2 separate regions of the Ovis canadensis genome follow, and region 1 is linked to region 2. A link is a contact called in public Hi-C data. All regions are on one chromosome and are shown on one strand. The core of a region is the stretch at or near the end of the contact, and the rest is flanking DNA. Distances in the headings are between cores, read along the strand shown. Region 1 holds the start of LOC138442635 (growth-regulated alpha protein-like). Region 2 has its middle 24 kb from the start of RASSF6.

Region 1 (6,847 bases), core at 3,042-5,541, 380 kb before region 2:
ATCACCCATACATTCTCAGGAGCCAGGGAAATTTTCTATCTTTCACTGTGACTCTAAAAGGAGACTATCTGGAGCTAAATACAGAAGCAACAGTATATGTAGGGCTTCCCAGGTGGTACGAGTGGTAAAGAATCCGCTTGCAGTGCAGGAGATGTGGGTTTGATCCCTGGGTCAGGAAGATTACCTGGAGAAGGAAATGGCAACCCACTTTAGTATTCTTGCCTGGAAAATTCTATGAACAGAGGAACCTGGTAGGCTCCATGGGGTCACAAAAGTCAGACATGACTTAGTAACTAAACTCCCGCCCCCCACCCCCCCCCCCCCGCCACCACCAAAGATATCCTTGTACTACCAGAACCTGTGAGTATGTTACCTTGCATTGCAAAATGAACTTTGCAGATAGGATTAAGTTAAGGGTCTTGCAAGGAAAGATCGTCTTGCTTTATCCTGGGTGGCCTGATATAATCACAAAGATTCTCATAAAAAAGGAAGTAGGAGAAGTCAGAATCAGACAGAAGGCAATGTGGCAGAGCAGAAGGACCAAAAGAAACCATCTCAGAGAAAGAAATGTTCCTCTCTCTAAGTTTTCCTGACTGGTTTAATAGTTAAATTGACATGAGACAGATTAGCAGGAGTAAATCAAGCAAAAGTTTAATAATATATGTACATGGGAGAGACCCAGGAAAACTGAGTAACTCACCAAAGTAGCCAAAGCCCTCACTTTAAATACCATCCTAAGCTAAAGACAAAAGATGTTGGGAGCAATGGTTATGAGACTTTCGGGGAGAGAAGCAATTTGCCTCAGAATAGAAAAGCCAGTGTTTGATAAACAATATTTGCTGCACCATGCAGAGATAAAGGGACACGAAGTGGACCCTGATTCTTAGATCCTGCTTAGAGTTTGCCTCACCACCCCTGGCCCATATTCTTTGCAGAGATCTCCTCTAAGTCTATTCTGAAAACAGGTTATTTATCTAAATTCTTTTAGGCAGTTAAGGTTCAGTTCAGTTCAGTCGCTCAGTTGTGTCTGACTCTTTCCGACCCCATGAATTGCAGCACTCCAGGCCTCCCTGTCCATCACCAGCTCCCGGAGTTCACTCAGACTCACGTCCATCGAGTCAGTGATGCCATCCAGCCATCTCATTCTCGGTCGTCCCCTTCTCCTCCTGCCCCCAATTTCTCCCAGCATCAGTCTTTTCCAATGAGTCAACTCTTCTCATGAGGTGGCCAAAGTACTGGAGTTTCAGCTTTAGCATCATTCTTTCCAAAGAAATCCCAGGACTGATCTCCTTCAGAATGGACTGATTGGATCTCCTTGCAGTCCAAGGGACTCTCAAGAGTCTTCTCCAATACCACAGTTCAAAAGCATCAATTCTTCGGCGCTCAGCCTTCTTCGCAGACCAACTCTCACATCCATACATGACCACAGGAAAAACCATAGCCTTGACTAGACAGATCTTAGTCGGCAAAGTAATGTCTCTGCTTTTGAATATACTGTCTAGATTGGTCATAACTTTTCTTCCAAGGAGTAAGCGTCTTTTAATTTCATGGCTGCAGTCACCATCTGCAGTGATTTTGGAGCCCCCAGAAATAAAGTCTGACACTGTTTCCACTGTTTCCCCATCACAGTTAAGGTAGAGGTTACAAAAAACACCTTTCTGACCCTTCTGCTTATTAAAAATAACCAACAAAGAGACACATTTGGTTGGAGGCAAATTTTGGTGCCCTAGGGAAAGAGATTTGAAGAGGCCATGTTGATGGCTTTAAGATACAGGAAGATGATCATAAGCTACAAAACACAGATGACCTCTGGAAGCTAAAAAGACCAAGGGGATGGATTTTCCCCTAGTGCCTCCAGAATGAGGCTGCAATGCAGACACCTTGGCCTTAGTCCAGTGGAACTAATTTTGGTCTTCTGACTTCCAGAATTGTAAAAGAATAAGAATATTCTTTTAAACTACTGAATTTGTAATAATTTTTTACAACAGCAATAGAAAACCTAAGTGCTGGGTATTCAAGAGGGAGGATAAAAGAGGTCAAGAAATAAAAAAGAAACTTAAGTAAGAAATTTGTGTAAAAAGCTTTATTTTCATGTTATTTATAAAAATACATCAATAAATACTTAAACTTCTCTATTCCAAGACATAGAGAAACATTTAGATAACTCACACTAAACAAGGCATTATGCCTTACAAGGAAGACATAAAATGTCCAAGGGATATTTAGATCATTGTCATTTGTAAAGGTTCAACATCAGAAGTGTTGACTACAGACTGTGACATGTTTCAATAAATAACAACTGACAATTTCTCTATAAAAAGTAAACGTACACACACATTCCTACATTAACAGTGATCGTGATCTATCTGTTTGCTTGAACCCTCCACTACTGTCTCTAGTCTTTACTATAATGGATAGTACAGTGTGGAATACCCTCTCCCCAAAAATAGTTTAATAAGTGAAGAACACTTAAAACACAAAATCTTCAAATTAAACAGTCAGGATTGAACTAACTTTGAGTTAACATAAAAATAAACTTTGAAACTAACAGTACCGAGAACTGCCAAACACATTCACACCTTTAAATATTAGAATATCAATACACAGGCTTTGAAAAATAAATAAATAAATACAGATGTAAATAAATAGAACTCTCATAAGAAACAGCCAAATACATTAAACACAGTCCAGATGGCCCTGGGAGCCATTTGTTTCTCTTCTTTTACTTCAATTCCACTGAGGCTGCTGCAATAGTCAAGAAGCTCCTTCCATCTCTCTTGATCAGTTGGCACTAGCCCTGCAATGAGAAAATGGTTACTGTTAGTAGGACTCCCAAAACTGACCTCACAGCCCTGCACTATGTGGTTGCTACCTAGACCAGTGCTACACTGTATGACAGAAAATGCCAGGCTCCTAAATGCTATTTAATTAGGAACATGGAGTCTGTGCTAGCAATCTTACTATTTTCAAAAAGCGAGAACATAATGCCACCTTGAGCTAAAAAAAATACATGCATGACATCACTTAAGCCACATGGTAAACTCCATTAAATACCTATTACTATTATTCCCCATGTTACTGAGACTTAAAGAGATTAAGTACTTTCCCTGGGGTTACAGGAATAGTAAAGGGTGGAATCTAGGCTTGCACTGTGTTGGCAGAGGCCAGGGGGAGGGACGTTCCCCTGAAAAGTCCCTGGCTTCACCACCAAGCCTGAGTTCCATATGACCCAAGCCCAAGAGTTTTACCTCTCAGGTCTGAAGCTCATGAAAAACTCGAGGTAAAGGGTATTTGTTCCTTAAGAGATAGGAAGCATTTTAGCATCATTGGCTAACTCTGCTTCACCTTTTGGGCTCCTTGGTGGCTCAGATGGTAAAGAATCTGCCTACAATACAGGAGACAGGGATTCAATCCCTGGGGCTTCATCTTTTAGAAACATACATTTACCCACACTCCACGAGCGAGCAGGCCAGGAGGCAGCGGAAGTGTCCTTCTGACACCAGAGCAGATTAATGACCCTAACGGCAAATTTAATTCTGAAATAATGATTTTTTTTTCATTCTTTCAGCTTAATCCTAGGTTTCTCTGACATAACTTTCAGCAGGCAGAATGACTCTAGTCAGGCGATGAATAAAAACCACAACTCACTGGTTCAGCATCTTATCGATGATTTTCTTAACCATGGGGGCGGCGGGGTTGAGACACACTTGCTGACCAGTCTTGAGAGTGGCTCTGCAGAGAGAAGGAAGAATCTACGTGAAGCGGGGGGTCCATTTGAGGGGTGGGGTGGGGGCATCGGCACGGTGGGTGGTGATGACGAGGACAGCAACAGAGGTGACACTTACATGACTTCGGTTTGGCCGCAGTGGGGGCCCGGGGGCGTCACCTTCACGCTCTGCATGTTCTTGAGGTGAATCCCCTGCACGGTCTGCAGGCACTGGCAGCGCAGTTCGTTGACCACGGGCGCCCCTGCGGGAAGGACAGAGTGGGTTAGGGGCTGTCCTCACGGGCACCCGTTCCGGTCCCGCCCTGGGGATCCGGGTCTCACCTGCTGCGCGCCGGCCGGCGGCCACCAGGAGCAGGAGCAGCGTCGCGGCGCCGAGGAGCCGGGCGGCGGGGTTCGCGGCTCGGGCCATGGGCCTCAGCTCTGGGGGTCTGTGTCTGCGGCGGGAAGGCTGGCGGGAGCGCGGGCTGAGCGGACTCTGTGGCTCCCCGAGCCGGGTGAACCCCTTTTATCCTGATCAGAAGGGAGTTGCCAGCCCCGGGGCCAGGGAAATTCCCGGTCCGGAAGGAAGGGGGCCCCGCCCGCCTCAAGCGTAATCTGCGCACTCAGAGTGTCATCCACGTACCCAAATCCCCACCGGAGGGTGAGTCGCCTTGCAAGAAGTGTTGTCACATCTTAGAGGAGACAGGCATAGTGACAAACGTTAGTTATTAAGATTGAGGGAATTAAGGCCAGGGAGGAGGGACCCAGAGAGAACTGATTTTCCACGTGTTACTTACACTTAAGTGTCTTGGGACTTGATGATTTTATCCACGTCTGCATAAGTACACTCTTAAAGGACAGATCATCTCAAATTATGCGTGAGAATGTTCTCTTACTTCCCGGTATTTTACGAGCACAAATAAATCACACCTCATGTCATATTATCCCCGCAGTAGTGAGGGGATGACCAGTATCAAAAGTTTAATTTTGTGTTTACATTGCAACTAAAGTGTCGCAATCCTACAAAGCTTCCTTCCCCGGTGAAATTCTGGAACTTCCAGACCTCGAGTAGATTCATGAATACCAGCTTTTTTTTTTTTTTGCGTAGAGTGTGTTGATTTGATTAATCCGTGAACTAAGGGACAAGTGGTCATTTGGACCTATTCCAGGGAGAGAAAGGTGTGTCCGGGTTCAGTTTCTAGTTTTGTTCAAGAACAAAATAAGTCACAGGAATTGGAGTTGGGGGGGGGGCGGGGCGCGGGGGCGAGGAATGCCTAGTGCCAGTAGTGAGGGTAGCACCCTTCACTCTTCTAACCAAAAAAACGGGTGTTCCTGTGAAGTATCTAAGAGCTAAAATCATGAATGTCATACCATTTACTTGTCTGATGGTCACAAATCTCATTTTATCTTCATCTTATATGGACTATTCTGCTTCCAGTGATTTGATTTCCTTCCAGAGAAATAATTGTTGTCATATTTTATTTGTACTGATTTCTAAAAAGACACTTCAAGCAGTTGATTGAAGACATCATAATTGTGTAGTTTATTTTTCACCCTTAGTTTTAATGTCCTTTGTTGGATTATGCTCAGGTAGGTTTCAGATATTTAGGAGTGATTCTGGATGCAGATCTGTTAAAAGTGAGGGGATAAGCAAGTGGTAAGCAAGAGAGGGGAGGGGAGGTTGGAAGGGTGGGTAAAGACACAGAGCAGGTCTCTGATCCAGGCTGCAAAGCAGGAATTTCAGCTCTCGGAAATACTGATCCATGGCATTTAATTGTCTGTGCCTTAGTTTCTCATCTGTAAAATAGAGATGAACTGTAATATTTACTTTAACCAGCATTACCGTGAATAAATGTATTAGCATTTGAAAACACCTGTACATATTAAATGCTATAAATAATTTTTTAAAAACTAAAATGGAAATTGCTTTTTCCATATTACTAAGCTGAAATTAATCAGGATAAAATCTTTGCACAAAGAGAAAAGAATTATTGAAAAAAAAAACAAAGTAAAAATAAAAACTCTTCCAACATAAAATGTTTGCATATTTTTTAAGAGAAAACAGAGTACATTTTTTGGTATCTAGTTTGTTGAGTAATCTTATAATTCTAGTTTTAGTCATTTCAACTACAAAATGTGAAAAGTGAAGATCTCTCATTTTGATTATTAGAAAAGATTAAGAATAACTAGACTATAATAAAGATTTGTCTTTACATTTTTTTTGGTCAGTATAGTCCTAAGATAAAGAACAGGAAATTTAATTTTTTTAAAAAAGAGTAGGGAATGAAAGATGACCTAAAGCTTATTAAATATGAGTCACTTAGCAATAATTGAGAATTTGCCTAGATACTGTTGTTATTTTTATTTTTCTGGGATTCTTAATTGGAAATATACTTGACACTTGACTCAACGAACATGAGTTTGTGCAAACGCTGAGAGATCGTGAAGGACAGGGAAGGGTGTCATGCTGCAGTCCATGGGGCTGCAAAGAGTCAGACATGACAGCCACCGAACAACAACAACACTTAACACTTGGACCACATGGGCTCAAACTGCATAGGTCCACTTATACACAGACTTGTTTCAATAAACATATTGGAAAAAATTTTGGAGATTTGTGGCAATTTGAAAAAAAAAAAACTTGCAGGCTAACCATGTAGCCTAGAAATGTCAAAAAAAACTAGGAAAAAGTTGCTATGTCATGAATGGATAGAATCCATGTAAATACTAGTCTGTTCTTACATAGATATAAGGTGAGTGATATTTAATATAAACTTAATGTGGTAGCTTTCTTCCTGTTTTATGTATGCCTCTCTATTTCACAATTGGAGAAACTATCATCACAGGTAAATTTTTAAAAAAAATGTAACCATGTTTCTAATACTGTGTTATGAATATGACTGTAATACTGTTGGCCATAAGGTTTTTATAGTGGTTCATTCATTAGAATATAGGCTAAGCTACTGTGAAGCAATTGTATCAATTATACTAAGCTACCACAAAGCAATCATATTGCTTCCTTGTTATCAATGCATTAATCATTATATCTGTAATTAAATATGAATTTTACATTATCTTTCATTTTTGATGAGTCATGTTATTAGTGCATATAACATCTATAGTGTTTTGTATTAAATAAGA
Region 2 (7,376 bases), core at 1,051-3,550:
CAAGGAATAATCAAAACATTATTGCCCTGGGTGGGTTTAGCAGGCCTTCTGTGGTGATTTTCCCAACAAGAAACTAAGGAGACCCAGTAAGTTGCTGCTGGTACCCTGTATTCAAACCATTTCAGAATGAAATTTACGCTGCAAAGGAATCACCTGATCATGAACACCTGGTGGGGCTTCGGGGGACCATTTATAGCACAATATATCACAATACATCGCTCCTTCAGTATCAGACTGCTAGTCTCTGGGTTAAAGAATTGAGTCTACTTAAATTAGTTAATTGATAAAATGTCCTAAGGATGGGAAGAAAAACTCCAGAACATTTTGGGCAGATGGCAGGTACCCAAACAGATAAAACAATACCTTAGAGAGGCCATCGAATGGCTGTTTGACTTGCAAATATATTGTTGCAAGTATTAGAAATCGACAGGCACTATGCCAAGTGCTGTGTATGCATCTCCCCATGGAAAATTCATAGCAGCTCTACAAGGAAGATTCTACCAATTTCATCTTACAAATGAAGGTGTCGAGGCAAGGAGTGGTTCAGTGACTTGCATAAAACCACATTGCTTGTAATTGTGGACAGAAGGGTTGAATGGTTGCAGCCTAAGTAGTCTTCCTAGATGGCTTAAGTGGTAAAGAACCCAGTTGCAATGCAGGAGATGCAGGAGACCCAAGAGAGGTGGATTCGACCCTTGGGTAGGGAAGATCCCCTGGAGAAGGAAATGGCAACCCACTCCAATACGATTGCCTGGGAAATCCCATGGACAGAGAAGCTAACCAGGCTACAGTCCATGGGGTCACAAATAGTCTGACATGACTGAGTACCTACACTGTAGGCCAAGCTAAGTCTAGGCCCCATCTTTTTAGCCCAATACTGCCACTTATAGGTAAAATGAGATATTACTTCTAATGTGCTTAATTGCTCAGTCATGTCTGACTCTTTGCAAACCAATGGACTGTAGCCCACCAGGCTCCTCTGTCCATGAGGATTCTCTGGGCAAGAATATTAGACTGGGTTGCCATGCCCTCTTCCAGCAGATCTTCCCAACCCAGGGACTGAATGCAAGTCTCCCAAATTACAGGTGGATTCTCTACTGTCTGAGCCACCAGAGAAGCCCATGAATAATGGAGTGGGTAGTCTATCACTTCTCCAGAGGTTCTTCCCAACCCAGGAATCGAACTGGGGTCTCCTGCATTGCAGGCAGATTCTTTACCAGCTGAGCTACCAAGGAAGCCCATCATTTCTAATAGGGAAATTAAACGCAAAGTCCTGGACAGACCTGACCAGCATCTATTCCCTTTGTTCCCCCTACCCATTAAATCTCTGATTTTCCTTTAAGGAAATACCTGTAGTAAGCATGTAGCAGTTACACAGTAACCATGATGTGAAAGGGGATTTAGCCACTTCCAGGTCCAGGTGATGGTCAAGCAGCCTATTCTCATATCCATTGCAACTATGGTCAATGTATCTTAGTTCAATCTGCGTGAAAAAATAGGAAGTATCATTTGGTAAGGTGAGAAGTGCCATTTTCTACCCCGGAAATGGACAAGGAAGCCTGTCCCCCTTTGTGATCATGCATCTTTGTAACTGTGGGTGATATTCCAGCTTGGGATAAAGCCAGAATGAAGAGCAGTCTTAACCAAAACATGTTTGATGCGGGATTGTCCTTTGACTTTCAGTTGCATGAGCCAATAAATCCACATTATTGTTTAAATCTCACTGACTCGGGTTTTCTGCAACTGAAAGCTCATCATTGGTAAATAACCAGCACTTTCTACTTTGGTGTTTGAAATTATTTTAAATGAAGGATTTACTTTCTACGTGCTATAGTATAAGGGCTTCCTTGTGGACATTTTCTTGGAGTAAAAGATATAGAATTCTCTCCAGACCCAAGCAGTGATCAGATCATTTTTATGCAGCTCATGCAGATTTTGTCATTTGAAATTCATTATGATAAGTTCAGAAGAATAAAGGCGTTCATGCTGAGTCAATCATAGTACTATTCACCAACTTGTGTAACTATGTGAAATACACATTAGGTCAAACTCAAGGAAAACAAGCTTCATCTTCTGAGAATTTGGAGGAAAATGTTATCAGTCATAGGTACCTTTTAGTCGAAGGACAGGAAGCCATATTGAGAAATAAAACATGACCAAACAGACTGCTTCTCATTTTGTTCAAAGCCATTTCCCCCATGAAATTTTCCTCTAGGAATTCAAAACCTTACATATATGGAGCATGACTCAGGTTCTCCACTGACTTCACTTGTTGACAGCTGGGAATTTGGCTGCCCCAGGTCAGCCCCCTGACACAGCCCTTGCGATCATGACAGAGGCCTCTACAGCCTCTACATCTCCGCACACTTCCCCTTGGCCTTCCCTTCGTGCCCCATGGATCTTTCTACTTACCTGCAGAGAGGTGGCTCAGAGGAAACCACAAAGTTTCAAAATACCTGACACGCAAATGGCAAGACGTGCACCAAGCCAAACAGAATCTGAACAGTCATCTCTCCATAAGCGTTTCTATGTTTCTATGATAAATAAACAAATGCCACACTCATTTATTCAAACACTTGGGAATGAGTAAGGTTGTCAAGCATTTAACATTTTGTTGATCTATTATTTGTCTAAAGAAAAGAATACTGAAAGATTGAGGAATCAGGAGAGAAAATGTTGTATAAATTAGAGACGTTAGGGCTTCCCAGATGGCGCTAGTGATAAAGAACCTGCCTGCCAATGCAGGGGATGTAAGAGATGCAGGTTCCATCCCTAGGTCAGGAACATACCCTGGAGGAGGGCATGGCAACCCACTCCAGTATTCTTGCCTGGGAAATCCCATGAACAGAGGAACCTGGTGGGCTATGGTCCACAGAGTCCCAAAGAGTCGGACACAACTGAAGAGGCTTAGCACACACAGGGAGGTTAACCTGGAAAGCTGCTGCTGTTGCTGCTATTTACTTGCTAACTCATGTCCAACTCTTTTGCGACCCCATGGAGAATGCAATGGCACCCCACTCCAGTACTCTTGCCTGGAAAATCCCATGGATGGAGGAGCCTGGTAGGCTGCAGTCCATGGGGTCGCTAAGAGTCAGACATGACTGAGAGACTTCACTTTCACTTTTCACTTTCATGCACTGGAGAAGGAAATGGCAACCCACTCCAGTGTTCTTGCCTGGAGAATCCCAGGGATGGGGGAGCCTGGTGGGCTGCCATCTTTGGGGTCGCACAGAGGTGCACATGGCTGAAGCGACTTAGCAGCAGGACTGTCGCAAAGGGGATCATCCTGACCCAGGGATTGAACCTAAGTCTCCTGCGTTGGCAGGCATGTTCTTTACCACTGGGCCACCTGGGAAGCCCCAACCTGAAAAGCTAGGGTAAGATAAATCAACCTTTGTCTGCAAGTTCTAATCAAGTTAAGTTGAGATGATCAATAGTTGAAGTAAAGGTATCACACCCTTCACTGGGAATCCACTGTGATTGAACAAGCAGTGTGTACTTCTCCTTGTGTGAGACAGAACTCACACCTTGGAGGGTGAACTCACAAGAAGATGGCATTCATTCAGAAGAATTTCTTTTAGATTTTGGGCTTGTGTTAGGTGATTTGGGGAGGATTAGGAAGCAGGGCTTTGCTTTAGGTTGGATGTTATTAGGAAGTGGGGCAATTCTATGATTAAAGTGAGGTGAAGTGAAAGTCGCTCAGTGGTGTCCAACTCTTTGAGACCCCATAAACTACACAGTCCATGGAATTCTCCAGGCCAGAATACTGGAGTGGGTAGCCGTTCCCTTCTCCAGGACATCTTCCCAACCCAGGGATTGAACCCAGGTCTCCCACATGGCAGGCGGATTCTTTACCAGCTGAGCTACCAAAGAAGCCCTAATTTTATGATTGGGTCTCTTAATAAATCAACCTAAACAGAGGGATGACTAGAGTTAGGCTAAAACAGTAAGGAGTAAAGAAGCCACAGGCACGCTCATCAGCCTGGATGTGGGAATAGCCGATTATTTTTTGTGGCTTACTCCATTTTCATGGTTTAGTCTGTGCTCAGTTGTGGTTACGGTCTTGTTTGTGTCTGGACCCATCATGATCACAGAGCGGCTTGTCTGATGTCACTGTTCTGTGAAATTGTTTATTTTAAAAGAACGTGAAGGTCTCGCTGGGAGTATGAGCCCAGCTTCTGGAGTTTCAGGACAGATTTTTCTCTTTCTTAAAACCATGTGAGCTTTTCAGCAACAAACCATATAAAATACTTCTCCCTAGTAAACATGAAACAGATTAAAAAAAAAAAAAAGACTGAGAAGGAGATTTGTAAGCCCAAAGTTATAATGTGAATGAGAAGGAACTGGTTGGTTTCATCAAATTAACAGCAACTTTCAGTGGAGCAAACTGATAAAATCTCTCATCCTCATCACTCAAATTTGGATAAATTTTTTCGACATCATCAGCACAAAATTTCAAAGTTAGCCAAATAAATTTTCTTTATGCCAAGAAAAACTGGGCAGAATTTTTAAGAGTCCTCAAATACCCGAGCTGGAAATACTTGCAAGGTGTGAGCTATACAGAAACATATATTTAGATGTATGCCTCTGTAAACTTTCATGGCCCTTTTGAAAAACAATTAGGCCCTAGAAGTCAGGAGGTATAAAAATATACTTGTGCTTTGAGTTGTTAAGGCTGATCATAGGGATTTAGTCTATGTAAATAATCTTTAAGAAAGAGAAGAATTACATGCTTAAGATGTTACCATTCAACTACTAGTAAGAATTAAAATTTAATAGTATCTTCATTTCAAACAATAAGAGAAACTTTAAATAAATTATCGAAGGCATAGCTTAAATGATAAGGCATAACTTAAGTGATCATTTCTGGGGCTGCAATGGTCCATCAGAGTTGTCCTGTTTCTAGTCCAATGGGTCTTTATATCTCTTTATCAGTCAGTGGATGTGGGCAGGGCCCGGAAGGACATGACCTTGGGTGAGATCAGCTCCCCTCAGCAGGTCGCCTCAGCAGCTGAGGCAATTGCTGAAGGGTCTGAGCTGAAGGCCATCTGCTCACAATACTCCAGTGTCTGAGATGACGAAGGAGAAACCAGGGCACAGCCATGTCCAGTGGGATTGCAGGCCACTCCACACTGTTGGGATCCACTTGCTTACGTACATACAAGGAGCAGCTCTTCCACAAACCTTGGGATCTTTCTTCCTAGGGGAAACTTGGGCAAGGAAATGAAATGGAAAGAACTATGGTCCCCATCACTGTGACTAACGTGGTCTCCCGCCTCCATTATCCACGGCTGCTGTTCCGTCGCTCAGTCGCGTCTGACTCTTTGCGACCCCATGGACCACAGCACGCCAGGCTTCCCTGTCCTTCACCATCTCCTAAAGTTTGCTCAAACTCATGTCTGTTGAGTCAGTGGTACCATCTAACCATCTCATCTTCTGTCATCCCCTTCTCCTCCTGCCTTCAATCTTTCCCAGCATCAGGGTCTTTTCCAAGGAGTCAGCTCTTCGCATCAGGTGGCCAAAGTATTGGAGCTTCAGCATCAATCCTTTCAATGAATATTCAGGGTTGATTTCCTTTAGGACTGGCTGGTTTTATCTCCTTGTATCTCCTTTAGCTGACATCTCTGCTTGTCTCAGAGGCTTTCTGGTGATGTGATTCAGATATCCATTCTCAAAAATACCAAAAGCCCTGAGCACCAGGATTTTTTCAAAGCAGAATTACTATCCTTGTCTATTTTCCATAAAAACTGAGCCAAGAGGCACCTAAGTGGATCACCTGAGTTTGCTCCAGTGGTATGGGAGGCTGTAAAACACCATATTCAATCAGAGGACACATTGCCAAAGGAAATGAGAGTCAGCCCATGACCATGAGCTTCACTGGTACTCAGCGCAGTGCCTGGCACCAAGAAAGCTTTCATCATCCTCAGCGAAGATGTGAGGGAGGAAAAGGAGCCTACTGTTCAGATGAAATTGCTTAGCGGGGTGTGTGTGCGTGTGTGGGGGGGGGTGGTATTTCATTTGAACCTGAAGCACAGTAGGTGTTCAATAAATATGATTTGAAAACATTATGCATGTACATTTTGAAAAATAAGGAATTTGTAATCATTAACATTCTCCTTGCTGTCTCCAAACAACATAGGAGCAGCTGATCTCTCACCATGAAGGAAGATGCTTATATATTAAAGGATGCAGATTTTTCCTATTTATATTATATTCCATTATATATTTTATTTTTATATTCCTGTTGTGTTAATCCTTTATATGTTTCTGACCCTCCTGCATTTGCCATTCCAGTCTCCTATCTTTAGACTGAAGAAGAGGCTGATTACTATTTTTTCTGTATGTGTCACAAATGAAAATAAAACGAAAAAAGTAATCGCATGGACAGCACGATTAGTTACTTTAGCTGAGGTGGCAGCTTAGGCAAGTCTCTTAATCTGTGGCCTCTGTGGCATAATAAAGCTGGCTGCTGTATATCAGCTCCTTTCCATTCTTAGACTGACAGTTTTTCCATTAAATGAAAAGTGCATTTGTAGCAGTCACAAAAAAGTCTCAGTGTCTGCCACGAGAGGGCGCCACAACCCAAGACTTGAGATGAGGTTGCCGCCAAGGCCCCTGTCCTGCAGCGGCAGTGAGATACTGCTTTGTATGACAACGCATCACTTTTTGCTGTAAAGTGCTGCATTGAATTGTATCAGACTGCGTCATGTGAATTAGATTGATATGGTATTTAATTCTACTGCCTTAGAGAAAGTCTTCTCTATTTGCTATTACATTTTAAAACTGATACCTATCATTCATGCCCATGATTGTCAGGTTCTTACAAAAACAGTGGCTGAAACTGAAATGCAAAAAGCATCATTCATCTCAGGAAATCTTTATCAGACTCATTTAGAAAGAGGAGGCATGTTCTAGTTGAAAGGGCATGGGTACTGAAATCTATTTTGTGAACCACTGCCTCTTCAGAGCCTTCAAAACATTGCTTGCAGACAGTAGAATCTCAAGAATATATTTCAATGAATTAGACATGGTTCTGTTCCATGTATGCTTTTATCATGGTGAACTTGGGCAAAATATTTAATCCAATATTTCTCAGAGTGGGTCCCCTGACTACCCATCGTTGAACCTGTTAGAAAACAGGAACAGGCTCACAGACCCAGAAAACAAACTTACAGTTGCCAAAAGGGAAAGTAGGGGAGGGATAAATTATGACTCTGAGATGAACAGATACGTACAACATACATATTCGTATGTGTATGTATATATAAGTCACTTTGCTGTACACTTGAAACTAGGACAACATTGTAAATCAACCATACTGCAATAAAAAATATATAAATAAGTTTAAAAAATAAGTTATATGTTCTATGCAGGAA

Evidence for each region. A called contact is a pair of places that touch in the nucleus more often than the background predicts.
Region 1: a contact with region 2 is called in a Hi-C map of lung, with 4 times the contacts expected there. The contact joins the promoter of LOC138442635 here to the enhancer-like site in region 2. A contact is called at or near these places in 2 of 2 Hi-C or Micro-C datasets (fibroblasts and lung).

The regions. Positions count from the first base shown.
Region 1 is chr6:105,691,251-105,698,097 of ARS-UI_OviCan_v2, reverse strand. LOC138442635 (growth-regulated alpha protein-like) reads right to left here and starts at 4,291. Exons shown (of 4, transcript XM_069594357.1): 1 at 4,049-4,291; 2 at 3,846-3,969; 3 at 3,649-3,732; 4 at 2,069-2,797. The coding sequence starts at 4,136. The coding sequence ends at 2,782.
Region 2 is chr6:105,313,220-105,320,595 of ARS-UI_OviCan_v2, reverse strand. No RefSeq gene overlaps it. Among named protein-coding and RNA genes, the nearest start is that of RASSF6, 24 kb to the right of the region's middle. Within about 2 kb of position 2,300, the one cell type or tissue checked has open chromatin away from gene starts, as enhancers often do. A contact at or near this core is called in fibroblasts, where this site is marked.